Regions from separate parts of the Mus musculus genome. Here all the other regions are linked to region 2. A link is a contact called in public Hi-C, HiChIP or PLAC-seq, Micro-C and promoter capture Hi-C data. All regions are on one chromosome and are shown on one strand. The core of a region is the stretch at or near the end of the contact, and the rest is flanking DNA. Distances in the headings are between cores, read along the strand shown.

Evidence for each region. Promoter capture Hi-C pulls out the DNA fragments that hold promoters and counts their contacts. A called contact is a pair of places that touch in the nucleus more often than the background predicts. HiChIP or PLAC-seq counts read pairs in DNA pulled down with a chosen protein or histone mark. Capture Hi-C pulls out chosen DNA fragments and counts their contacts.
Region 1: a promoter capture Hi-C map of pre-B cells shows a contact between it and region 2, with 4 times the contacts expected there. The contact joins the promoter of Cib2 here to the promoter of Ireb2 in region 2. A contact is called at or near these places in 9 of 39 promoter capture datasets (3T3-L1-derived adipocytes, cranial neural crest, embryonic stem cells and 6 more), 1 of 115 datasets of contacts at active chromatin or transcription factors (bone marrow-derived macrophages) and 1 of 9 other capture datasets (liver).
Region 3: a contact with region 2 is called in a promoter capture Hi-C map of adipose tissue. The contact joins the promoter of Tmem266 here to the promoter of Ireb2 in region 2. A contact is called at or near these places in 6 of 39 promoter capture datasets (the 3T3-L1 cell line, cranial neural crest, hippocampal neurons and 3 more), 2 of 115 datasets of contacts at active chromatin or transcription factors (bone marrow-derived macrophages and embryonic forebrain) and 2 of 9 other capture datasets (adipose tissue and liver).
Region 4: a Micro-C map of embryonic stem cells shows a contact between it and region 2, with 5 times the contacts expected there. The contact joins the promoter of Dmxl2 here to the promoter of Ireb2 in region 2. A contact is called at or near these places in 1 of 39 promoter capture datasets (neutrophils), 1 of 484 Hi-C or Micro-C datasets (embryonic stem cells) and 1 of 9 other capture datasets (pancreatic islet).
Region 5: a contact with region 2 is called in a promoter capture Hi-C map of liver. The contact joins the enhancer-like site here to the promoter of Ireb2 in region 2. A contact is called at or near these places in 5 of 39 promoter capture datasets (the 3T3-L1 cell line, hippocampal neurons, liver and 2 more), 8 of 115 datasets of contacts at active chromatin or transcription factors (the 230-238 cell line, bone marrow-derived macrophages, embryonic hindbrain and 4 more) and 1 of 9 other capture datasets (embryonic stem cells).
Region 6: a Hi-C map of adipose-derived mesenchymal stem cells shows a contact between it and region 2, with 4 times the contacts expected there. The contact joins the enhancer-like site here to the promoter of Ireb2 in region 2. A contact is called at or near these places in 4 of 39 promoter capture datasets (the C10 cell line, HPC-7-derived erythroid cells, neutrophils and 1 more), 2 of 484 Hi-C or Micro-C datasets (adipose-derived mesenchymal stem cells and muscle stem cells), 1 of 115 datasets of contacts at active chromatin or transcription factors (memory CD8 T cells) and 1 of 9 other capture datasets (liver).
Region 7: an H3K4me3 HiChIP or PLAC-seq map of bone marrow-derived macrophages shows a contact between it and region 2, with 2.1 times the contacts expected there. The contact joins the enhancer-like site here to the promoter of Ireb2 in region 2. A contact is called at or near these places in 6 of 39 promoter capture datasets (the 3T3-L1 cell line, the C10 cell line, cranial neural crest and 1 more), 1 of 484 Hi-C or Micro-C datasets (cortical neurons) and 3 of 115 datasets of contacts at active chromatin or transcription factors (bone marrow-derived macrophages, large pre-B cells and neural tube).

Annotation. Positions count from the first base shown.
Region 1 is chr9:54,558,356-54,561,990 of GRCm38.p6, reverse strand. It overlaps Cib2 (calcium and integrin binding family member 2), which reads left to right and starts at 1,801. Exons shown (of 6, transcript NM_019686.6): 1 at 1,801-2,023. The coding sequence starts at 1,973.
Region 2 is chr9:54,861,535-54,865,215 of GRCm38.p6, reverse strand. It overlaps Ireb2 (iron responsive element binding protein 2), which reads right to left and starts at 1,461. Exons shown (of 22, transcript NM_022655.3): 1 at 1,320-1,461. The coding sequence starts at 1,338.
Region 3 is chr9:55,324,636-55,328,645 of GRCm38.p6, reverse strand. Tmem266 (transmembrane protein 266) reads right to left here and starts at 1,733. Exons shown (of 11, transcript NM_172923.4): 1 at 1,646-1,733.
Region 4 is chr9:54,499,233-54,502,891 of GRCm38.p6, reverse strand. Dmxl2 (Dmx-like 2) reads left to right here and starts at 1,266. Exons shown (of 44, transcript NM_172771.2): 1 at 1,266-1,541. The coding sequence starts at 1,455.
Region 5 is chr9:55,123,397-55,127,024 of GRCm38.p6, reverse strand. No RefSeq gene overlaps it. Among named protein-coding and RNA genes, the nearest start is that of Ube2q2, 24 kb to the left of the region's middle. Within about 2 kb of position 1,719, at least 57 of the 459 cell types and tissues checked have an H3K27ac peak or open chromatin away from gene starts, as enhancers often do. A contact at or near this core is called in bone marrow-derived macrophages, liver and pancreatic cancer cells, where this site is marked.
Region 6 is chr9:54,601,113-54,604,579 of GRCm38.p6, reverse strand. It overlaps Idh3a (isocitrate dehydrogenase 3 (NAD+) alpha), which reads right to left. Exons shown (of 11, transcript NM_029573.2): 10 at 3,366-3,467; 11 at 1-1,298. The coding sequence ends at 1,215. Among named protein-coding and RNA genes, the nearest start is that of Idh3a, 16 kb to the right of the region's middle. Within about 2 kb of position 1,984, at least 31 of the 459 cell types and tissues checked have an H3K27ac peak or open chromatin away from gene starts, as enhancers often do. A contact at or near this core is called in adipose-derived mesenchymal stem cells, where this site is marked.
Region 7 is chr9:55,294,931-55,298,480 of GRCm38.p6, reverse strand. No RefSeq gene overlaps it. Among named protein-coding and RNA genes, the nearest start is that of Nrg4, 13 kb to the right of the region's middle. Within about 2 kb of position 1,965, at least 32 of the 459 cell types and tissues checked have an H3K27ac peak or open chromatin away from gene starts, as enhancers often do. A contact at or near this core is called in bone marrow-derived macrophages, where this site is marked.

The DNA.
Region 1 (3,635 bases), core at 552-3,051, 300 kb after region 2:
TTTTCTGGTCTCCACTGGCTTTCACCTACACATGGCAGGCATATAGATGTAACATACATAAAAATAAATCTTAGAAAAAAAAAAAGGCCTGGTGAGATGGCTCAGTGGTTAAAAGCACTGACTGCTTTTCCAGAGGTTCTGAGTTCAATTCCCAGCAACCACATGGTGGCTCACAGCCATCTGTAATGGGATCTGATGCCTTCTTCTGGTGTGTCTAATGACAGCAACAGTGCACTTATTTATAATAATAAATAAATCTTTGGGCCAGATTGAGCAGAGACTGAGCTAGCAGGGCCAACCTGAGCAGCAGAGGTCCTAAATTCAATTCCCAACAACCACATAAAGGCTCACAACCATCTGTACAGCTACAGTGTACTCATATACATAAAATAAATTAATAAATAAATCTTAAAAAAAAAAGAGGGCTGGAGTGATGGCTCAGCAGTTAAGAGCACTGACTACTCTTCCAGAGGTTCTGAGTTCAATTCCTAGAAACCACATGGTGTCTCACAACCATCTGTAATGGGATCTGATGCCCTCTTCTGGTGTGTCTGAAGAGAGCAATGGTGTACTCATTAAAAAAAAAAAAAAAAAAAAAAGAGTAGAACAACACGGCCCCAAAGTGATGTAAGCCAGGCAAAACTGGACAATACTGGTATGTCGCTTTTGTTTGTTTTTTTTTTTGGTGGTGCTAGGGACTGAACCCAGGGCCTCATGAATGTTAGGCTAGCTCTCTGCCACTACACTATTTCTCAGCTAAATTGCTTTTAGTTACTATATTCTGTTTTCTGAGATATAGTCTCATGTACTACAAGTTGGCCTGAATCAGCTAAGGATAACCCTGAACTTCTGATCTTCCTGCCTCTGTCTCGAGGGCTGGGATTACAGGAGACCATACTCATGTAGCTAATCTCAGTTTTGGCAGCCCATGATGGACTTGCCTCCCAGCGGAGCCACCAGGAGCCTTTGACTCAGGTTTCATGCAGCCCAGCTGTCCCAAGAATAGACAGTAAGGACAACTCCATTGCTAGTAGCCTTCCTTGTGGGCCACTGATAGGTCCCAGAGTTGCCAGGACTCCTGAACTTCCGTGTGTCTGGAGGGCTTTTCCTAGCGGTCACCTTGATGGGGCGGCTGAAGATAGCCAATCGTTTAGGAGGGTATTGGTTAACCTCCTCTACCCTGCCTGCATTATTAAATTTCGTGAAGGCCTCACTTAGCAGAGTGGATGTAGGGAGTGATCTAGTTACTTTCCTTAAGGTCTTGAACCAACTGAGTAGTGTAACCTATTGTTACCAGAGCCCATTCCTCTGCTGAGGTAGAGTTTGCTTCGTCTGTTTCCTTTTTTAAAAAGTTATTTTATGATTTGAGTGTTTGACTGCGTGTATGTCGGCTTTTTGAGGATGGACCTGACTTGGGTAATCCCGCAAGCTCAACAACACACCTATTCTCAGTCTAGGATCAGAGGCCGGAGGATTGTGCCTGTTCTACCACACTAATCCATGGGATTTTCAGGCTCACAATCGCCAGGACCGACCCGGGGTGCCAGTCAGTGTGCTGGTTGGAACGGGAGGCGCACTCAGTGTCCAGTAGTCAGGCGGCCCTATGAGGCCACCGCTTGGCCACCTCAGTGTGCTGCAGCAGCATAGACTGAGCAGGCCTCTGTCTCCAGGGAGAAGTCACCTCTCGGGCCCCGCCTCCTTCCACCAGGCTGCGCCTCCGCCCCAATCCGGCCCCCGCCCCCGCCTAGGCCCGCCCCGCCCCCGGCCCCGCCTTTGCCTCCCAGCCCCTGCACCCCTCCCACTGAACTGCGGGACCCAGCGGAGCGGGCCAGGCTAGGCTGGCGACGCTGCCCGCTCCCGGGCTGGCAAGGGCCGCGGGCACCGGGCTCGGGGCTCCAGACGCCGCCGATGGGAAGCAGCACTCGAAAGGGCGAGAGACGACGCCGCGGCCACCCATACCATCGCGGTCACCATGGGGAACAAGCAGACCATCTTCACTGAAGAGCAGCTGGACAACTACCAGGTGAAGCCGGCGCGCCGCGGCCCCTGTAGTCCTCCTTTTTGTCCTTTTCCCAGGCCTCGCAAAAGCGGACTCACAGAGGTTCAAACCCTGCCGCTACCTTCAGCGCGCAGCGTCGCCTTAGGTGGATGACTTCCCCTTGACGAGCCTCAGTTTCCCAGGCCCGGGAATGTTAGAACATTCCAGTTAGAGTATTCTGTCAGATGCGCCTCACCCACCCCGTCTTCTCTTCCTTATTGACCTTCTTTCTGCCCTCCCAAGCTAGACCCCAGTCATTTCTTCCAGCCCACTGGGCATGACCCTCATCCCAGAAAGGGCTTGGTGTAGGGGGAGGACAAGAGGCCCCAAATGCAGGTTACAGGTTGGGGTGTGTTGTTTATATAACTACGTACCCACATCTCTTAACCTATTTTGTGATCCTAGTAGCCCTTTCACCCCGGATTCTTCCAAGTTCAGAGCTAGCTGTCCATATCAATGATCTCACAGCCCCCAGCCATGTGAAAACTTTTCTGTAGGTATGCGAGGGAACCTTATCTCCGGGCTGGCCCAGAGTCTTGCTCAGTTGCTTTAGCTCACCATGTAATGTCTCCGGACTTTCAGGGAACAACAGCTGTGGAGTCTTCTTTTTATCGCCTAATAGGTTAGGAGTGTTATGTCATATGTATTCCTATCTTAGATGTGTGCAACTTTTGTGAATATTCAGTTAGCGTGGAGCGGTTACCTCCAGTGTGACCCAAGTGATAGGATATGTATTGAGAAGAGCTCTAGTGGACAGGGGAGGTCAATAGCTCTTGGTTTGACTAGAAGGTTCAGAAAGAGTGCAGAGCTTGCATGAGGACTTGGGAAGTCAGGATTTTTTTTTCTGCCAGAAAGTTCTGGAAGGAGGCGTTTTAAGTGGAGGTAGATGCAGGCAAAATAGCCCAAACCCAGGAGAGAAGAGTGGTCTGGGGAGAGTGGGGAGCCTGCATCCCCATTAGGACCAGCCCGGCATTGGGTCAGACCCAGTCCAGTGTTGAGTTCTGATCCTTTGCCAGGGCCCAGCTAGACCCTGCCAGGGGAAGGAGAGCCATGAAACACGAGAGCCCCACATCTCCTTTCCTCTGGCTCTCTAGCATGCCCAACCCGGGCCGCATGGGGGCCCCAGGGTTACATTCCCTTTTCCAAGTAACTCTGGGCTTCCTGGAACTTCGCAGTCTGGTGGTCTTCCCTCCCTGAGGCCAGATGCCCGGTTTCCTGCTCGCCAGATGCCCCTGCAAGATGCCCAAAGTTTCGGCTACCGCCCTGGCCACGTATGTGCATGGCACACTCCTCTCTCATCCTCTCACGTGCCTACGCAGGGCTCGCTGCCCCCCCCCCCCCCCGTCCGCCATCCCAATGCTATGCTTCAGCCCATGCCTTCAGTTAAGAACTAGCCCCACATATGACTCAGCCTTCTTTGCATCTCACCTTGAGATCCCCTCATCCATCTCAAGACTGTGACCCTGGCCAGCCCTCCAAAGCCTCCTGGGGACAGAGGTCTAACTGGAGCTTCCTGGTCCTGTGGTCTTCTCTTTTGTCCCTCTTCTCTTCATTCTCTCCTTCCATCCCCCACTTCCTCTTCCCTCCTTCCTTCATC
Region 2 (3,681 bases), core at 212-2,711:
AAGAGAAAACACCCAAACTTTTGCTCAGCAGAACTCTGTGTGTGATGGAAAGCTGATGGGAATATTGCACATTTGCATTACCCTGCGGGGCAGCTACGAGGGCCACCTTGAACCATGGAGGCAGTGATGGAGGTGCTGACTGTCCCATACCACAGACACAAGACTCGTCTCCACGGGACTGCAAGGGGACAATTCTAAACCTCGACTCTTGTCAAACAGAAACTAGTGAGACAGACAGCTTTCTACCTTGCCTGTTGACACAGGGTGTTGTCACTGTATCCCAGAGTGGACTTAACCTCACTGGGCAACCCAGGAGAGCCTGCAAGTAGAGGCAATAATCGCCCATTCTGTCTCCTGAATGCTGGGATTACAGCATTACCCACCCAATGGCTTTTCAATCTTAGAAATGTTAAATGTCTGCAAAGAGACCATAAGAATGGTTTAAATGATGTACAAGCATTCAGAAATCGTGCCCTGAACATGCTTAAGTACAGAGATAATGCTTTGACAAAACCATTGTTAGAGGTTCAAAAGGCAATTAAAAATCCAACAACAGAACACTAAAGATGATTTTTAAAGTGACCATCAAAATATCTAGGTAAACTGGCACATTAGATTCTACTAAGAGATATACCCTTAATGGTTATGCACTAATTGAATATGCCCCCACTCTCAGTGTTGTGAGAAAGGGTGAGGTAGATAAAAATTCATTATGCGGCCTCATTACTTGGATGGGTGAGACCCTTAAACATTGCTCTAAGATCTTCTTCCAAAACCAGAAAAGACAAGCACAGTCCATTCAGAAAGAACAGTGTTTTTCTTTTGTGGAGGGAGGTGGATGGGGGAGGAGACTGCAACAAATGATCTGGGAACCGGCTAACGTTCAGCCTCGACAGCCCCTCCACTTCCAGGAGCAAAGAAAGGGAGATCCCAGGATGCTGGGTAGAAGGATCAGCCAGCAGAGTGAAAGCCAAACAAGGGAGCCAGGTCTTCCGACACTCAATGCTCACAAAAGGGGGGCGGGCAGAGAAAGACGTGGGCTTGTCCCTGCCCCAGCAGTTCCTCCTGGGGGCCTGGAGGCTGCAGCCAACAAGCAGCGGGCCCCGGCCAGGGGCGGAATTAGCGCTCCGCTGAAGAGCGGGACGCGCGGGCGGGGACGCCCGGCCTTCGCGGCCTCCGCCCCGAGGGGAGAGAACGACCAAGCCCTGAGGGCCCGACCGCCCCCCCGGGTGACCGTAAGCAGAGCACAGCGAGGGCCACGGATGTACAGCAGCGCACGCCACCAGCCGCCAACGCTAAGGCGGCGGCCGGGAACTGACCTGCACTTGGGGAGTCCATCGCCGGAGACCATATTATCCCTGCGGGGAGGGGGCCAGCGGGGGAAGGAGGGGGAGGCCAGGCCGGGAAGAGAGGGAGGAAGACGGGCGGACGGGCAGGGGAAAGGAGGAAGGAAGCAGTCTCGCGCAGGCACCGCGAGAGCCGCAGAGCTGGCCCGGGGTCCGCGCTCGCGGGATTTGCCGGCTAACTCTCGCGAGATCCTCGGACCGGCGAAACAAAGAAAGAGCGGGGCGGAGCCAGCGGGTAGGCGGGTCTCTGCGCAGCCTCTGTTGTTCTCCAGAGCTGGAGGTGGGGGGGCGGAACCCTGGGAGGTTAGTAACTTTGACAACGGGACGCCATAGGTTCCGTTACTTTCTTGTGGGCCCAAAAGTATACCGTGAGGTTTTGAGGTCCCGCGATGTCTGCAGGACTGTCTTGTAGGAAAGAGCCAGGATTGGGACTCAAGTTCTCCCTGCATGGTAAAGCCTTGTGTTAAGCCGTGATGTAATGAGGCGCCCACTCGTGCATTCTCAAGAGAACAAGGCCGGGTTAATGGGACACATAGGCAATCGACTAATTGAATGAATTAAAATGTCCATACTTTCCTATAACTTCAACCTTTCTCTTCCCAGGAGCAGTTAAACGTGATGGTGTCCTAAGTTTCTCTCTGGCCCCGCCAGGGAGAGTCCTTATGTCTTCCCTGTCTTGTCTTTTGGTTAGCGGACTCTTTGGAGTTGTCTGGTTTGCCCTTTTCTTCCCCACTCCTATCCCTTCTCAGACTGGTTTCCACTTCCAAAAATGCCTGTGATAAAGGTAGGCATAACTATTTGCTAATACCCCAGCTCTTGCTTTAACTGTTTGTTTAGTATGTTTGCTAAGACAAACTGTATTAGCTTCCATAATTCCAAAACTATTCTGTACTTCCTGGCCTCCAAGCCTGCTTCATCCCAGTCTCCTCTACCAGGGCCTTTCTCTGCCCAGCTATTAAGTGTACTGTCATTAACTCTATCTCGTGACATGAGCTTTGCACCAGATTTCATTTCCTCTGGCTCATTCATCTGTCTATTGGCTCCAGCTATCCGTTCATAAGCTGATGCTCTCTAGCCTACCTACAACTCAAACCCATCTCCTAAGCTTAGAGGAATATATCCTAACGCTTGTTACCACAGGCATCTCCTATGCAAAACCACCACCACAACCACTGCCACCCAAGCCAGTGACTGAGTCCTTATGTGTCTGTCACCTACACCAGCGAATGCCACCGCCTAAGCACATACCAGCACGCTATCCTTGGCTCCTCTCTTCCATTACTGTTTAGAAGTCCACTTGATCCACTGGCTTCCTGACCTTAACAACTGTGACAGTCTTCTCAGAAAGTCTCAAGGGCATGACTATTCTCGAAATCATCTCCATGAAACTGAAACAAACTAGGAAGGACACAGTAACCAAACTCACATACCAAGAAACTGAGTCTGGATTTGCGATGCATTCAGATGGAAGCAAGAGCTCACGTATAACTTCATTGTTCACGAGGCTGAACTGAATAGTTCTGCTTCTCTTGAAACAACACTCCTGTACACCGTTGGCTAACCCTTACTCACTCTTTCAAGACTTGGGCTTTTCTTTTTATGTTTTAAAGATTTATTTATATGTGTATCTCAATGTTAGTGTATGTCATGTGTGTGCAGGTGCCCAAGGAGGCCAGAAGAGGGTGTTGAATCATCCTAATTACCAACCTATCTCTCAAATCTCATGGTTTTCACTAGTTTGAGCTTTTGAAAATTCGTTTGTTGTGGTTCTGGGGGTTGAACTGAAGTCTTCTACAAGAGCACAAATGGCCTTAATTGCTAAGCAATCTCTCCATCCCCCCAGGACAGTCTCTCATACAACCACACTACAACAGTTAAATTCAAGAAATTTAGCACTAGCTGGGCGTGGTGGTACATGCCTTTAATCCCAGCACTCAGGAGGCAGAGGCAGGTGGATTTCTGAGTTTGAGGACAGCCTGGTTTACAAAGTGAGTTCCAGGACAGCCAGGGCTATACAGAAAAACCCTGTCTCAAAAAAAAAAAAAAAAAAAAAAGAAGAAGAAAGAAAGAAAGAAAGAAAGAAAGAAAGAAAGAAGGAAATTTAGCACTGGTACAGTACCATTAATATTTACACTTTATGCATTTGAAGAATCAGCCCTATTAATATTCTATAATCAAACATTGACATCATTTACAACCAAATTTTAAAATGTTGCCAATTGTTTCAATTGTTTACCTTGTTTTATTTATTTGTTTTGAGATGGTCTTGCTGTGTAGCTCTGGCTGATTCCACATTCACCAGACAACCCCAAAGGGACACTAGGCTGCCCACGCG
Region 3 (4,010 bases), core at 484-2,983, 460 kb before region 2:
TTGTGGGTTTAAACTGAACATAATTGATTATGTGAGGTAGTTTTAATGCAGGATGCCTTGGACCCTGTGTTTAAAAATAGGCTCAGTGTCACCACAAAAGAAATTACACGCGGTGCCACTCATGAACACCAGTTTCTCATCTTGGAAAGCCACAAAATTGGTACGGGATCTGTGAAATGGAAAATTGCATCAGGGCCTATGCGCTCACACGTGAACCCGATCTTAATGAAAAGACGGATGGGGTAGCAACACTGAAGTTGAATGCTGAGCCCCCAGCGTCCTGCAATCTGCAATCGGGTGTGATGCAGATGAACTGGATCTTTACCCTGCTCCTGACTGAGCGACCTTGGGTAAGTCAGTTAACCCCTTAAGTGCCAGCTTCTTCATCTCCAACACAGAGATGACAGCCTTGCAGTGAAGACCCAAGGAAATGAGCCACAAATGGCGTTTAGCTCAGCACTGGGTCCCTACAAGTACATCTCCTGGTTTAATGTGGTACCACAGTCCAGCTGCTGGACCCCCACAGCTTGCGAGTCATTTTCATTTTGTGCTTCCGGCTCTTTCTGTTCTTTTCACTATATTATTCCTGGGGGAGGGCCATAGGGAGCAGTTACATACAGTCCACTTTCCCCACTCTTCTTCACAGCCAAGTTAAAGCTAGGGAAATAGATAATATACCCTGAAGAGAAACCCAGTGCTTAGAATATGGTGATGTATGTATATGGAATATAAGTAAATCATATTTCAGTCTAAACTATATAATGGAAAAAATGAGAATTTATTTCAAAAGAAAGAATTGGCAGGCAACACATTTAAAGAGGATAGAATGGGGTCTTACGGACCTCATTATTTCAGTATTGGTGACTATGAAACAGAATGGAGTATGGGGTCTGACTTCCAACAGGTGGCTAGCTTTAATCGGCTTCAGATGCAAAACCGCGATGAGTCTGAGTAAGCAAGACTCAGATGCTCAATTCAAGGCCTCCTATTAACAATTTAGAAAGAATTTCTTTCCTGGGTTTAAACCTCCCTGGCAAGTTAGCAAGCAGGGAACTGTCTGCACCTGTCCTCGGAACAGTACGCCAGGCTGACATGAAACCCTCCATCCTTTCCAGACCGTCCATCCTGCCGCTGGGGCACCTAGCGACAAACCGGGGAAGCCCACTAGGAAGTGGTCACGACCAGCAAAGCCACAAACCCCTAGGGTGTGGGATTTCCACCTCTACACCACGTCTGAAAACCGAAAATAGGCGTCCACTTGCTATACTGCAATGGGATTCCCCTTAGAAGCAAACCTCCCGCACCCCCAGCTTTCATGTTTTATTAATAAATGCAAGATGGCACACAGAGGCAAAGAATAGGAGGGAAGGCATCCGCAGCTGGACCCGAACCAGGACAGTTTGCAAAAATAAATAAGAAGCATGTGACAAGCAGATCCCCAGTCTGGATCTGAAGACCCCGTGCTCCCCAGAGGATGGTCGTCCGGCTCCCCAGCCCGGGACATGAAGGTCAGCTGCAGGATCCTAGTCCTCCAGGGCAGTCACCCTGCAAACCACGATCCGGCCCCTACCTTTGCCTCCCTCACCCGCCCGCCCGGGCCACAGCCGGGGAAGCCCCGGCGGCTGCCGGCTGCAAGAACACGTACCTGCTGCCGGAGCTCAGGATTCGCTCTGCTCTGCAGCGCCGGGCCCGCGCTCCCGCTCCCGGGGCTCCCCTCTCCGCCCCCCCACCCCCCCGCCCCCTCGCGGCCCCGCCGCTCCCTCCGCCCCTCCGCCCACCCCGCTCGAGCGCGCGCGCACGCGCTTTCGGGACGGCGGCTCTCCCGGGCCCGCGCCTGCGCTCTCGCTGCCCGCTCCCGCTCCCGCTCGCGCGTTCCGGAGGCTGCAGAGGGGCCGCGCGGCTGTCTAGGAAACTGCGACCAGCGGGGGCCGCGTGTGGGCAGTCACCCCCGGCGAAGGGCAAGCGGGCCTCGTGGCGCGGGTGACAGGGGGCAGGAGCTCGAAGCGGAGGCTGGCTGGTGCGGCCGAGGGCGGGCGGGCGCCTGCGGTCCCACGGTACCGCCCTGGGTGCGTTTTCACACACTGTGCTGTGAGTAGCGGCGCGCAGTGTCCTCCGAGGTTTCTGCCTGCCGCCCCTGGTGTGTGCATTGCCCCAAGGAGCCTTTGAAGGCATTGCCCACCCCTCGGTGGTCCCCATCACATTCTCACGTGACAGATACACTGTGCGTGTTGGTCATGTATTGTAAATGAAGAGTTTTCTGCCCTTGAAGCGCCTGTCCCGATTGAGAATGCCTAGAGTAGACAGAGTGACTGAGCAATCTGGGGGTTTAAAAAAAAAAAAAAAAAGCCTCACGTGTGAAAAGGAAAAAAAAAAAAAGCTTACTGCTGTGAACAGTTTTTAAAAACAGTTTTTTAAAAATAGCCGCTTTCCTTTGGGGTTTTGGCCTTCTTATGTTAGATACTTTAAAGATCGGAAACCCTTCTTTCTCTAGGGCACAAAGTTCCTGAGTGACTTTGGGGTTCTCCCCCATTGGCTTCCCCTCCAGAATAATCACTATTTGGTTAGGTTCACGTGGCCTTCAGGAACGCCTGCGACTTTCTTGCCTTCTCTTCCACTAGCAAAACGGTAGAAATTAGAATTGAAAGCTTTAAAACCCAGACCATACATAGAACCGCCTGAAGGGCTCGGATCGGTTTTTTAATAGATACAGAAATGTCTAGACAAGGAATGTACATGGAAAAGTATGTCTTTGTTTAGTCCTCACCTACCAACATTTCTTAACCATCTGTAATGTCTAATTTCGGGGGGCAGGGGGTCCTTGGAGAAAACAGTTGTAGAAGTTATTTGGCTTGACAGGATTTCCCCCTACTGGTTCTAGGCATAAATAGACTGGAAAGTAGAAATGCTGTCCTCCCTCCATACTACCTCCCCGTGACCCCCCATTTAGTAGAACTACACTTAAGTTTCCTTAAGGGCTTTGAACAGCATTCATGACAGTGTTTCGCTGGTTAGCCATCTGGCAAAACATTGAGATACAAAGATTTCCTGAATTAGACTCCAATAACAAGCACAAACAATAATCCCTGGAATTAATGAGATTGCATGAAACTAATCACTCCCCACCCCTACCCCATGTGCCAGAAAATCAAGAGGGAGGAGACAGACTACCCTACCGAATGGGAGACATTGTTGGAAAGAAAGAAAAGAAAGAAAAAAGAAAGAAAACTCTCTCTCTCTCTCTCTCTCTCTCTCTCTCTCTCTCTCTCTCTCTCTGTGTGTGTGTGTGTGTGTGTTGTTAGTGGCTGAATCCACTCCAAGAGTTGTCTCCACTAGATTAGCCTGTAGACATAGATTGATGTTGAAGGGTCCAGCTGTGCCTTCCCACACTGTGGGCGGTGCCACCATTGGGTAGGTGGTCCTCCTTACTATAAGAAAGCAGGCTATTCAAGCTAGCAAGCAGTGTTCTCCCACTGCCTCTGCATCAGGTCTTGGCTTTGCTCAATGATGGACTCTAAACTGTAAGTCAAAGAAAGGCTAATTAAAGAAAACTCTAATTAAATATTAAGAGTAGTGCAAGTATTTTCAGGGAGAAAAATTAGACTACATCCATTTATCCAGAAACTTTGTATTCTAATACATTTTTTTTTCTTTTAAGTGTAAGTGTTAAAGATGTTACTTGAAGATATTACTTTAAAACGTTACTTACAATGTCACTTTAGGGTAACATTTTTTTCTACCATGGTTATCTAAGAGGAACTAGAGAGGAACACAAGGACATCTTTTGCCATTTCGTTCTGGCTTGTTTGGTTTTGCAGCACTGGCGATTGAATCCTGGCCTCATTTGTGCTACCCAAGGGTTCTGCCACTCAGCTGTATGCCCAGTTACACGTGTCTTTTCTCTCTCTACCCTTCCCGGAAACCCTATGGAAATTAAAAAAATCCCCTAACATTTGCAACTTGTCAGCTCTATGCTTCCCCCTGGTGGTGTGTCACTACCACAACACATGCCC
Region 4 (3,659 bases), core at 17-2,516, 360 kb after region 2:
TGCTTTCCCGGAACAGTAAACATGCGGAATCTGCCTCCATTCTCCACCCTCGGCACATTCACCTGATTATACATTTCAGCTGAGAAGTAGCAGATAGCCTTTAGGACAGGCAGAACAAAATCTGGGCTTCTCAGTGGATTCAGTGTCTCGAAAGCCCTGGACATAGAGCCCCCCTGGGTGCGTGTATTTCTTGTTAACTATCATATCTTTCCCCTAACTGATATACCTGCCTCAAGCATTGAACTTAGTGTCTCCCCCGTACATTTTACTTTCTAGCTCTCCTAATTTCTTTATTATAATGCTTTATTCCTAGTTGCTCCTAGCCTGTCAAAATTGAATCCAGGGACTCATTACTCTATGTCCTCAGAGAGATCCTTCCAGCCCCCTAGTTAACATATTGTAACCTCATCGATTTTTGTATCTTTTGTAAGCCTTGTGCGTGTTTGGTCTTAAATTTTCCTCGTTAACCTTTGTTCCGTGCCGCGGTTTCTTTTCTACAACCTGAGCTAAAAATCGCAAAGAATTGACCCGGTGTGTGTGTGTGTGTGTGTGTGTGTGTGTGTGTGTGTGTGTGTAGTGGGGGCAGGGATCTGATTTCAAATTAGCAGACAGCCTGGAAAAGCAGGCGATTCTGCGACTTCATGACATCATACCCTGGGGGAAAAACACTTTTAGATAGAGGGATCACCGGTCTCTAGGGGGACGTGTGAGAAAAAGTGTGAGCACAACAATTTGCTGTCGGGGGAGTTCAGCATCCCTTAAAGGCTGTAAGATGCTGCATACTTTAAAGTAGACAGAAGGACCTTAAGATCATGGGATTGCCCAGTGATGGTAGTGTCCTTCCCCTGAGGTCAGCGGTACTGACCAGCACGCGCTGTCCTCGAGAGACGCTTAAACACTTAGCAAAACAGGCCGGCCCCCTGGCCCCGCCCCTGGAGGTCTGGGCCCCGGGCTCCCAGGGAACTCCCGCAGGTCTGCGCGCGCAACCGGCACAGAGGGTCCGCGCGTCGCGGCGCGCGCAGTTGTCCTGGAGACGGTGGCGCGCGCACGCGCACGCGCGGCGCCGAGAGCGTGGCTTCCCGTGTGAGCGCGTTCTTTTGCCTGCGCGCCGCGTCCCCGCGCCGGGCGCGCGCCGGCCTCTCCCTGGCGCGCGGCGTGACGGCCTCGCACGCGCCCCGCTTGCGCGCTCTCCGGCGCCGCCCCCGCCTCGCACGCGCCGCGGCCCTGCGCCCGCACTGTGCGCCGGTGCGGCAGGCCGTGGGAGCATCCGGGCATTTCCGCAGCCGAGCGGCGGTCGGGCTGCGGCGGCCGGAGCCTCTCATGGCCGGGCGGCGGCCGGCAGACGACAGGCGAGCGGGGCGCTGAGTCCCGAGGACGCACAGGAAGAGCGGCTGCGGCCGGGCGCGGGACTCGTCCTCCTCTGGCGCAGAGCTCATTCCAGCCGGAATCCCGAGATGCATCTGCATCAGGTCCTCACCGGGGCTGTCAACCCTGGGGACAACTGCTATTCGGTGGGCAGCGTCGGGGACGTCCCCTTCACGGTGAGCAGAGCTGGGGCCTCCCGTAGGGCCGTGAGCGACGAGCCCACCCACGCCCCCTGGGCTCTGGGCTTGGGCGGGGGTAGGGGAAGGATGAGGAATCACCGCCCTCGTCCGCCCGCCCGCCCGCCCGGTGAGTGCGCGGGTGGCGGGGATGGAAGGTTCGGGGCAGCCCCGGGGTCTGCGGTGCCGGGAGGGAGGTGTTGGCAGCGGCCGAAGCCCGGGGCGGCTTCCACCTGCTCCTGGCTGGCAGCGAACGGTCTTGGTCTCAGGGTATGGAGGCGGTGCTGCTCCCTGGCCTCCCGAGCTGCCTGCGGCTTTAAACGCGCCCTCTGTATCTCCCTAGGTAGAATTTTAGCATACGGGAATAGAAAAATCCGCTCTCTCCCTGAAAGAGTTAGAATGGAAGTCACCTTTTCATGAGTGGCCTGTCTTATCTAGCTCAGGGTTCCGTTTCGGTAATCCTTTCAGGTATTAACTTAATCTTTGCAAGCTAGTTTTTTTTTTTTTAATTTTTTTAAAGCCTGAAGCAGTGTTACATTTTAAGACTTTCCTTGGGCGTGTGATAAAAATGTATGTAAACATAGCGTTTTGGAAACCAGCACCTCCCTACACGACATAGTCAGTTTCTCAGCCAGATGGGTGGGATTCATCAATCCTTTTTTGAGAAAAGGCTGATAAAATCAAGCTCTCCCAGAGATTATTTTGTAAGATTCACACGGATTAATAATGTTTTTTATATTAAGTATATACATGGTCCTTCTTAGAAGGAATTGTATTAGTGAGACCTCTATTAAGTACATATTGATAATCATTATGCTTAATTAAATTGGATATTGCTTAGTAATATGCTTTTTAGACAACGGGAACCATTTGATTTGATGTCTACAGCAGCATGTTTGTAAAACTGCAGGAAAAATTACAGCAAAACTGCAGAATCATTATGTAGCACTGCATTCTGGAACACTTTATCTGTTTTTAATGTTTTGTGATTCATTTAAAAAAAAAAACCTCAACAAGGTTGCTTCTTGGCCTTAATAATTTTAAGATGTAGTCAGCTCAGGTTTGTTCTAGTTTTGAAAGAATACTTTTAAAAATAGGGTTGTTTGACATATTATTCTTTCACTAATCAGTGGTGCTGAGTTTGCTACACATGTGACTTAAAACATCAGTCTAGGGCCCTGTGACATGGCTTGCTGGATAAAGGTGCTTACTACCAAACCTAGAGACTTGAATTCAACCCCCTCATGACTCACATGGTGGAAGGAGAGGACAAACTCATGCCAGGTTGCCCTCTGACCTCCATATGCTTACTGTGTATTCAGGGTTGCCCCTCCCCCACAATGAAAATCGTTAAAAAAAAATACCAGCCCAATAATATTAACATAGGCTGGAGCTTGGTCTTTAAGTGTGTGGAGGCTGTTTGGAGAATAGAGAGAGAAAACACACACACACACACACACACACACACACACACATAACCTTTGTGTCTTTCAGGAAAGGAGGAGGACCTACCGTAGGATCATAAGAGAGTTTCCTTCAAGAAATAAATCTGGATTTTCGATTATGGAGATTTCCCCTTGTGGGGTGCTGGTAGTTTACCGGGTTCATCTAAAAGTGAGGCACTAGCTGGGTGTGGTGGCACACACACCTGTAGTACTTAGGTGGTAGAGGTATGAATCTATGCTTAAGATAAACGAAACAACACCAAAAAATAGTGTTTCTCTTAGCTCCCGGCAGAGCTGGTTTACAGAGTTAAACTAGATTCTGCCTGGAAAGGCCAGTCAGTGTAAGAACCATCAGTGCTTTGCAGGTGCGGGCAGGCCACAGGCCATCTGTGGCCATAGTTCCCATTTGAATTTATTCTGTCACCGAGTCTGATTGTGTAATGCCTACCAGATTCACCCCTTTCAGTGTCTGTACTCGCCACCTTGTGTTAGTGTGGAAGCTTCCAAATGGGATGGATGCCTTCCACTCATCCCAGCCATTCATTGCTTCTCATAGCTGCTAGGGGGGTGGGTTTGTTTGTTTGTTTTTTTGTTTTTGCACTATTCCATCACGCCCCTTCCCCAGGAATATATAGTCTCTCCTGGGAGCCACATAAAGAATCATTGTCAGATA
Region 5 (3,628 bases), core at 470-2,969, 260 kb before region 2:
TTATAAAGCCCAGGAAACAGCTGGGGAGATGGGCTGCATGGCTATACTGTGGGGTTATACAAAGATGAAACAAACAAAACTGTACCACAAGGGACTGGCAGAGGGAGCGTGGCACACCCACCCTCACAGCAGAGCGCCTTGTAGTTCCACATTAATGCTTATAATTTCTCTTGATGTAAAAGGCCTATTCAAAATGCCCAAAAGGGGCTGGAGAGATGGCTCAGTGGTTAGACTGCTCTTCCAAAAGTTCTGAGTTCAATTTCCAGTACCCACATGGTGGCTCACAACCATCTGTAATGAGATCTAATGTGCTCTTCTGGAGAGTACTTACATATAAATAAATAAATAAATAAGTAAATAAATAAATAAATCTTTTAAAAATATGCTCAAAAGATGGAAGCAATCTGGGTACCCACGATGGATGAAGAAACAAAGGCATTCATTCATACAATGGGATGTTATTTGTCCATAAAAGGGGAAAGGATTGTGACATACTACAACAGGGACAGACCTTGAGGATACCACACTAAGTAAGTATACTCACAAAAAACCACATCCTGTCTGACTCACCTTATCTGAGATGTTTAGTCAAACACAGAAAAACAGAGTGTCTGGCAGGTCAGGGAAGAGGGCTCAGGAGTTATTTAGTAGGTAGTTTTAGTTTTGCATGGTGAAGATGATTCTAGAAACTGTTTGCTTAGCACTTTTAGTGTATTTTATACCATTGAACTGCACACTTGAAAATGGTCGTAGTGGTATGATGGTCAGCCTTCCATTTTTTCCCCTGTATTTATTTGTGTGCATGGTGAGGAAGGGATGACTGCATGTCCACACACATGTGGAGGCCCAAGGCCAGTGCGAGGTGTTTTCCTATAGCATTCTCTACCTTTAGTTTTTGAGACAGACTCACTCATGGGACCTGACACCCATCCATTTGGCTAGGTTGGCTGACCAATGAGCTTGAGGAAGTCTGTCACTCTTCGCCCTCACCCTACCTCAAGGCTGAGGTTACAGGCATGAGCTGCCATACATGTCCCGGAGTCTCCAAAGTCAGGCCCTAATGCCGGACTGGCAGGCGCTTTGCTGAGTCATCTTCCCATCCCAGCTTGTCAAGTTATAGTAAAATCCCGGAGATGATCACCTTAAAAAAACAGGAAGTTCATCCTGGCTCAGAGCTTTGTAGGTTTCAGTCGGGAAACCTCATGGTAGTCAGGAAGCAAAAGAGACAGGGAGGACAAACCACATATCTCCTTCAAGGACATATCTGCATTGACGAAACTTCCTTCCACTACCCACCCCCATCTTAGAGTTTTATGTCTCCCCAAAACACTGTAGACGAGGGACCAGGTCTTTAACATAATGGACCTTTGGGAAATATTCACACATATGAGCCTATGGTGGCCATTCTCACACAAACCACCGCAGAATATATTAAAATGTGTCTATATGTATCAATAATGAGGTTCCATCATGAACCAGGTCACTACTCAAATCCAGTTCTCTGTTAGTAAAGTGGGAAAAAAATATCTGCTTTCAAAGATCTCTGCCAGAAATTATGAACTATTTTAGAATTTTCAGTAAAGCTGAAAACATCATCTGTAATAACTGTTTCCTCCTGTTACTTTCCTAAAGCTCCAATTTAAAGAACCCTCCTGGGGCTGCAGCTATGGCTTGGTGGCAGAGTACACACTTGTTCAATTCTCGGTACCAAGCAAACAAATACACAGCCCTTCCAAGAACAGCTGTGCATAGAACCTGAGCCAGGAAAACTCCTGTTGCAAGTTCAGTGAGATTTCTGGCACTTAGAAGACACAAACAAAATTTGCTCACTAGTTTGGGAAGGAGTTGGCTCTGCTGGTAAAGTACCACACAAACACGAAGACCTGAGTTTGGGACCTCAGCAGCCACAAAAAAAGCTAGTCAAAGTGATGCATACCAGCTCTGGAGAAGTGGGGACTGGCATTTTTTTCTAGAGCTGGCAGATGTTTGGTGCATACTCCTGTCTCCAAGCCTATGCCCATGGTAGGCATTGCTAATCAATCACAGAATAGTGCACCAGTAAGCCTGGTCTATTTTAGAATCCTTTCTTACATAGTTCTCTATGCAGCCATTCTATCAGAGCACAAGATAAACCTTATTTGCACCCTCTATGCTTCAGTCAGGAGTCTCTAGAGCAGTAGTTCTCAACCTGTGGGTCCTGACCACCATGGGGGTCGCATACTAGATATCCTGCATATCAGATATTTATGATTCACAACAGTAGCAAAATTACAGTTATGAAGTAGCAGCAAAATAATTTATGGTTGGGGTCATCATAGAATGAGGAAATGTATTAAAGGGTCATAGTGTTAAGATAAAAACCACTGCTTGAAAGAACAGACTGATATATATATCAAACAAATGAGACTTGTCCTAAGTACTGCCATTTTGTTTTCAGACTCAATTTGATCATATTAAATATTTTATCATACTAAATTGATAAGATAAAATTAAGTTCAAGTTCCTAGACTCTAGGGGACCTTTCCATATGGCTATCCAATTTTCTCCTTATTCTTTTGTTCCCCAAAAACGTAATGGTTGTTCCTAACCACTAAAGAACAAATTATTCTGACTGATGAAAAATTGTAACTATAGCATGGTACAGATGTTTGTGGGGTTCAAGCTTACAAACTCTATAACAACGTGGCTCAGGGGGTCACAGTCCAGCTCCCAAGTCGGTTCTGCAGCCCTGATCAATCAGTAGGTGCCTGAGTACAAGATATTTTTGTTATCTGCTTAAATACTAAGATGAATGTGTGCAACACAGTTAGCTCCCGAGTCTGTGCTGTTGCCCCTGACTGGTCAGTTTTTGCTGCCTAATTCAAATAAAGATCTTGCTTTGCTGGACTCTTGTGCCTGTTTGGGTTGTTTCGGAGTTTCAGACCCAACAATATAGGTGGTATATGTATATGAATGTATATGTGTGTATATATATATTATCAAAAGGGGATTTATTAGAGTGGCTTACAGGCTGTGGTCTGACTAATCCAACAATACTGTGTCCTGACAGAAAGGCCAAGAACACAGCAGTTGTTCAGTCCATGAGGCTGGATGTCTCAGCTGGTCTTCAGTATTCATTTGAATCCCAAAGAAATAGGTTCTAAAACCAGGAAGGAATGGCTCAGCAGCAGGATAGATGAACTTGCCAGCAAGATCAAGGGCAACCAGGCAAAGAAGCAAAAGTTTGGTTATTCCCTGTCCTTTATGAGGCTGACTCATCCAAGGTCATATGAGAGCCAGCATGTCCCCCTTCTTCTAAGTACCAGTCCCCTTGAGTCCACTGCTTTCAGTGTTCAGATAGAACCTGAGCCAGGGACATTCCCCTGTGTCAGTTTCAGTGAGCTTTCTGGCACCTGTAAGACGTTTCCTCCTTATAGAAAGTTATAGCTTATAATGGTTGGACAGAATACTAATGTATCAATGGACTCTGTGGGTCCGCCTCCCCTCTACAGTTCTAACAGTGACTGGATACTCTCACTATCACAGGAATGGCAGCCATGCTGTCTCAGTGAGCAGAACTCAGCCTCCTCAGCCTGTCTGTGGACAGTGTACTCTCTGTCCTTCTGTTAGGACTGCTGCTCCCACTGAG
Region 6 (3,467 bases), core at 735-3,234, 260 kb after region 2:
TAAAGTAAAATACACAGAAGATTGTAAGTCCAAATAAAAGCTTTAAAAAAATGACCCAGACAGGGACATCTGTTGTTAAGAAATCCCCTTGGGACCAGGGTACATTATGCAAAGCCACGAGTTTGCAAACTAGTGCAAGGGCTAAGGGAAGACAGCTTGGCTTTGGTGTGGGCCAAAGGCTAGGTTCATGCTGTGGAGCAGAGGCTGTGGGAAGAATGAGGGGCAGAACCTGATGGTCAGCAGCTGGTAACACAGGCCCCCGCTTGGCCTGATTTGTATGAGCGTGGGCTGAGTCAGCTCCACCTCGGCAATTAAGTCTGTAATGGGTGCTACTGGGGCAGAAGGCAGTGACTGGTTGCTTTAGGGAAAGTCAAGGGGCAGCCAGGCCTTTCCAGGGTCACCTGCAGCACTGGCTGGAGTGTGGCCACGTGGGAGGGGATCTGCAGTGGCTGGCTCTCATGGCTGACAGCTCGCAATGCTGACGATCTGTCTAGTGAGGAGTGATCTCCCTTATCTGAAAGCTCTTCCCCCAAAATAGTGAATCTCAAGGTAACAAAAGAATCAAATACACAGAGAGCATCCGGGGCCTTGACAAGGATTACCGATGTAGTAACAAAATTACATCATTCATTATGGATTTCTTGGAGCTTACATTTTTATTAATAGTAATTCATGTATAGGACAAATACTTTATTTCCATATTTTTAAGAAATATACCATTTTTTTGCTGTGAACTTTCCCAGTAAATTTCTTTTGTACCCATTAGTATTAGAATAATGTTATCTTGTGCGATTGTTAAAACCCTGTTTTATTCCCAGTTTGTTTTTCATAAACCAAAAATCCAGGGCTTTTGTTAAAAAGTTAAATATCTTCTCTTATTAATTCTGTATCAGAATATTTACAGTTGAGGAAAATGATTTTGCCTGAAGTGTAAAATGGGTTAACAATGATAAATGATACAGTTCACTTACAGTTTACAAAATAAGGTTTACCAGACGGACAATAAATACAACCAGCACTTGGGAAAACCCTTTGAATGAAGGCCTGGGGCCATCATGTGCATCCATTGCAAGGGTTTTGTTAAGAAAAGGCCAGATTCAAAAAACGTACTCTGTCAAGAAGCAAGCAAACCAATGGTGGGCGCCCTCAAGGAGGATTACAGGGTATCCTTTTGGAGTGATTGACTGACTGCAGCAAATCCACCAGCAGGAGTGCTAATCTAAGTCTTTGACTCTACGACAGATTTCTTCTGTGAAGTCAGAGCACTTCGCGTTGCCTCCCAGATCTTTTGTTAAGCTCTGAGAATAGAAAGAGAAAAATAAACATTCATCACCACACTAAATTAAAACAAGGACATTTAAAGCACTCAGTGAAATAGGAACTGAGCAAGATACTAACCAGTCTACTGATTTCAGGCAGAGGTTCGATCACACACCACCTACCTACCCTGCGAGGCCTGGGGAAATCCCATGAGGTGCGTACCGAGAAACACTCCCAAGTCAGGCATGATGGTGCACTGCTACAACCAACCCCAGCACGGAGGGGCTGAGGCACAAAGATTCTTGCACACTCAAAGCCAGCCTGGTCTGTACATAGAATTCCAGGCCATCCAGAGCTAGACAGCAAGATCTTGCCTGTCTTAAAACAAGGCAGTAAAGAAACCACTGAAATGGCCACTCCCTTAAGGGAAGGCTCTTATTGTAAATAAGAAAGAGACGTTTCCAGAGGCACCTGGAAGAGTCCAGAGCAGAGGAAAAAAGGAAACATTGTGGTCATGGCCAGGGCTATCTTTGAGAGAAGAGAAGTAAGAGAGAACAGTAGAAATAGTAAGAGATGGGGGCAGGAAGAGTGAGTAGTGCAATAAGGGTGGCAGGCAGAGGCAGGGAAACAGGGAAATGGTATCTGGGAGGAAGGAGGCCAGGAAGTGAAGAGCCAGGATGCTCTGTGAGGGCTTTGAGATGTAGAACAGGCACTAGTGAGTGGGCTGAGGGACTCTGAGATGTAACTACAGGAGTGAGTCAGTGGGGAGCCACGTCCTTTGCAAGCGCCTGAGGAATGAATGCTGGCTTTTATCTAACCACCAAAAATCCTTCCTTGGACTCATTGCTGCCTGGATATACAGACCTAAGAAACACCTCTCAAGAATAAGACTCCTTAGAGAGCAGGATGGTAGTCCAAACTCTCCCCTTTGTTCAGACTATTGACCAAGAAAATACTGATTGGTTATGGATAGTTACATGAAAGCAAATCTAAGCATAAAATATGTGGGGAAATTTTAAAGCTAAGAAAAAAGATCATAAGGCCTCTTTGGTCTATTTTGGTATTTGGAGGCAAGCAGCATGACAACATTTACACAGTTAATCCTAACTTTCCTCTTTAGGAGAAGTCTCTAGGGTGACCAATCTGTTTTCTAACAACTCGTGTTCTCTTTACTACAAACAGACATCAGTATGTTAAATTCCCTCTTGCAGCTATGTCCCACAGAACCAGGAGACTCCTGTGTAAGTCAAGCATCTCCCGGCTCAGCTCTAGACTGTTACTTCCCAATACAGGCTTGGGATAATAACAAGAGCTCCTGCCCTCAAAAGTGATGTCAGGCTGTTAAAAACAGGTTTTCATTTCTTGTATTTTGGCCATAAGAAGTAATCCTAAGCTGTAACTTTCAGAAAGGAGCAGCTTTGAGGCACTACTTTAAGAATAACTGACCAGACTGTAGAGCTAACACCAGTGCAGCTGAGTGGGCCTGTGCCTGCCTCTGGCTCTCACACTCTTTCTGCTGTGTTCTGATGCCTGTTAGTGTCTCTTCATTCTTTCAGAGGAAATATTTGGATTACGGCCCCCCACCTACTGTCCCCTCCCCCACCCCAATGCATAGGTGCACATTAGCACCTCTGGTTCCATCGGGGAGTGCACATTAAGAATCTCTATCTCAGGATCTGGGAGGCAGAGGCAGGTAGATCCCTGTGAGTTTGAGACCAGCCTGGTCTACAGAGCGAGTTATAGGACAACCTAAGCCTACACAAAGAAACTCTCGTCTCAAAAACAGATTCAAAACAGCCGGGGGTGGTGGCGCACGCCTTTAATCCCAGCACTCGGGAGGCAGAGGCAGGCGGATTTCTGAGTTCGAGGCCAGCCTGGTCTACGAAGTGAGTTCCAGGACAGCCAGGGCTACACAGAGAGACCCTGTCTGGGAAAAAAAAAAAACAAAAAACAAAAAACAAAAAAACCCCCAAAACCAAAAAAACAAATTCAAAACAAAACAAAACAAAAACCCGTGTTCAACATCAGATCTTTCTGGGCTCTGTTCTCTTTCCACAGAAGAAACACATTTCAACCAGCTTGTAGTTGTGTAGATTTACAGATACCTTTCCATCCTTAATTGTAGCAAAACATGCAGCCTCGATTTTTGCTGCATGGTCAAAAAGTCCCATGTGGCGAAGCATCATCACAGCACTAAGCAGGAGGGC
Region 7 (3,550 bases), core at 716-3,215, 430 kb before region 2:
ATTAAACCAGGATCTGCTGCACTGATGTCCACCCCTGTGTGCAGGCCCAGGCTCAGCTGTCATTGACACTGGCCCAGTGGAAAGAATGATTTGGACTGTCAGGCCTCAGGGATCAGGGCACCTATCCTGGGACCCAGCGCTGACAGAGCGTAAGCAGCTCCAGCTTCAACAGAGTAAAGGTACTACGAGTTGTGACTTTAGACCCCATGGCTATTGAATCACAACAGTAGCCCTGGCTTTGTGGGGCTGGGTATAGTGGAATAGACCTGAAGGTACAGAAACCTCCTTCTCCAGAGAAGTGAGGTGCCATCACAGCTAGGACCATGAGGGAGGGGCTAGTTCAGGTATTGGGGAAGTTATGAATGCTTGAATGAAGTTATGACTAACTGATGAATGGATGTCATAGATAATGTGATGTCTTAGGTGAGTGGAGTCTCTTGATCTTTGGTGGAGGGCACTGCATTATATTATATGCATTATGTATAGTGCTCTTGAGATGCCGATGCTTCTATTCATGTGTAAAAGAGGCGTGGGATCCTTGGGTGGCCAGGTGCTGGCCCAGCAGTAGTACTGGAGGAGCAGTAGCTCTGGAAGTCTGATGCTCCGTGCTGTGTGGGGTTGGGAACCATCTCAGTTCAGCCCTGGAGGTATGATGTGTTGGTTATCAAAATGGAAGACCGAGAGCTCTGCCATAATGTGGCCCCAGGGTAGGGCACAGCAGTAGTTCCATTTAGGTTGAAGTACTACTTGGCGGGCATAGCATCCGGAGCCTCAGCAATGGCCATTTGCACCAGGAACGGGACATGTTTAAGGAGTGGCTCTAGTTCCTAGATGGTACAGCTCAGAACTAAATTGAGAGATGAAGCAAAGCATCAGCTACTTTTCGCTCACGGGGTCGGTACCCAAGGACTGAAAGAGTCTTTGGTAGATAATCCACCATGGTAATAGGGCTGCTGGATGCGTTTCCTTATCTTTTGTCCCTTAAGGGGATTGCTTCCTGCTTTCAGGCTGACTCAGACAGGGTGATGGGTACAAGCACAGGGTTTCCTTCCCTTCCCTAGGTGAGTGCCCTGGGTTTCTGTGTTCTGCAGGATTGCTGTTGCTGCCGCTGCCACTGCCGCATGATTGTTCATTGTTCTTTAGTTATTTTGGTTGACATGCAGTTCTTTATTCATTATTTGGATTCGTGTGGGGCAGCAGTAAGGATGATAGGAATTTTTGGTCAGCCATCTTTCTGACATCACCCTCAGAATTCATGCTCTGATGTTAATTCCACAAGATGCCATACAGCATGGAGTGCTGTAAACATTCAAAACTGCAGTCCACCTAACAGGTTCAAATGGCATTATCACAGCCTGGGAATTCTTCACAAACACAGCTTCTCAGACTCCTCACAGAACTTCAACACCAGAAGATCGTGGGATGGGTGGGGATGCTATTCTGTTATTTAATGGCTCCCCCAGTATTTTTGGTACATGCTGGAGTCTGAGAACCATCACAACATTCCAATTCCTTATTTTAGAAATGTTTTGATGCTATATACTATGTGTGTGTGTGTGTGTGTGTAATCTCAATAACTTAACTGTTATAGGTATATGTTTATGTATATGTTTATGTTTGTGTATGTGTACGTATATGTGTATACATATGTATATATGGCTCCTTTCTCTCATAGTCTTTTTGAACCTTTTCCATGTTGTGTGTCTCCATTTGTTCCTTTTTATTGACTTCAGTGTTCCATTGTGTGAACGTGGCAACTTTGTTTATTCATTCTCCTGTTGATTGACATGTTGGGTTTTTCCAGTTAGGCAATTTGTGAATAACGATTTCCTGACCATTCATTTACACTTCTCTTTATGCAGACTTGCTTTAAAAAAAAAAGTTTCCCTCGGTTAAGTATATGGGAATGCAATAACTGACTCGTACACCAGGTTCATTAGTTATCTAATGTTGCATAACAAATACCCAGAGGCTGAAAACAACCAAAGTGCATCATCTCTCAGCTTCATGAGATCAGGAACCCTGGGATGACTCAGCCAGATGGTTCCAGCTTAGAGCCAATCAAGGAGAGTAGAGCATGCTTGTCTCAGGGATCACATGAGCTAGACTCTATTTCCTAACATTCCTTGCTGGTAATAGCCTTGTGACAAGGCATCTGGCTTTCCTCAGAATAAAACAGCCTGAGAGAAGAAAAAAAAATGTAACCAAGAAAGAAGCCATTATGCCTAAATTCCAGACTTGGAAATCTATCTGATCATGTGTTGGAAACTAAAAGCGGGGAGGGACCCTGGGGAAGAGGGGGAAGGGGAAGACCCACACCCCGCCAGAGTTCTACCTATGCTCTGGTCAGTCAGGCATGGGAGGGTTACTATCTACCTTCCACTCATCCCCGGGTGGGCATCTAAGCCTCTGACCCACTCTTCGGGTCAAAGCTGCAAGGGGCAGCCCTACCTGGGAGTCCTGGAGCTACTTTGCTAAAGTCACTGGGGTTATGGGAGAGAGGGATGAGGGAAGAGAGGTTCCCAACATGGTGAGAGTGAGTACAGCAGATCTTGATGAGCAGAGACTCTCTATGGTTTTAGAGCTTTATTATAGAAAGGCAGGGGGAAAGAGAGAAGGTAGAAAAGAGAGAGAGGAAAGGCTAGAGAGAAAGAGTAAAAGGGAGAGAGGTGAGGAGAGAGGAGAGGAGAAGACAGAGAAGAGAGAGGAGAGAAGACAGAGAGAGTAAGAGTAAGGAGTAAGAAGTAAGAGAGTGAGAAGTAAGAGAGCAAGCGGGGGCTGAACAGCCCTTTTTAAAGTATTATGTCCTATTTTATTGTTGCTAGGTAACTGGGGAGGAGTTTAGCCTGAAGGTCAGAAGCTTGGGCCATTGCATGCGTGACTTCTAGCCATGCTTTTCTTGTGAGGCTGGGGGGGGGGGGGGGGGGGCGGGCGGGCGGTAACTTAGGCAGGAGCCAGAGTTCCAAGAGACATGAGAGAACTCCTTCTGTCCCATGTAGATGAATTATCACCACAGAGTCCCAGGGTTCAGACTTCAGCTCAGCTGGAGACCAGCCTGTCTGTGCATAGCCCAATTCCCCACAATCATGCTGTCCTAACCAATCACATTTAGGGGGAAAGTTTGGACAGGTGTGAATTCTAAGAAGCAAAGTCCATAAGGATCCATACTGTTAGCTTCCTCCCATAGTAGTTGATTGCTTAAATTTATAAGAAGTTTCAGTCTTTGGTTAGCTCCTTACTACATACTCCCCTCGAGAGCGAGAACTGAGTCATGTCCTTGTGCATGTTTGATATGGACAGACTTTTACTGCTATGCATTCCAGCAGAGCTATGGGCTCCATTCTGGCTTTAAAGTCACCACTGTCTGATGACTGTGTTTTTGAACATTTTCATGTGCTTATTAATCAGCTGCTCAGATAGCTTCCTTGGTAAAATGACTTCACATTTTTCCCATTTTAAAACTGAGCTGTCTTACCACTGAATTTTTGGAACTCACCATACATACATGTTAGATGTAAGTGCTTAACTAGATATATAATAGAAAATATTC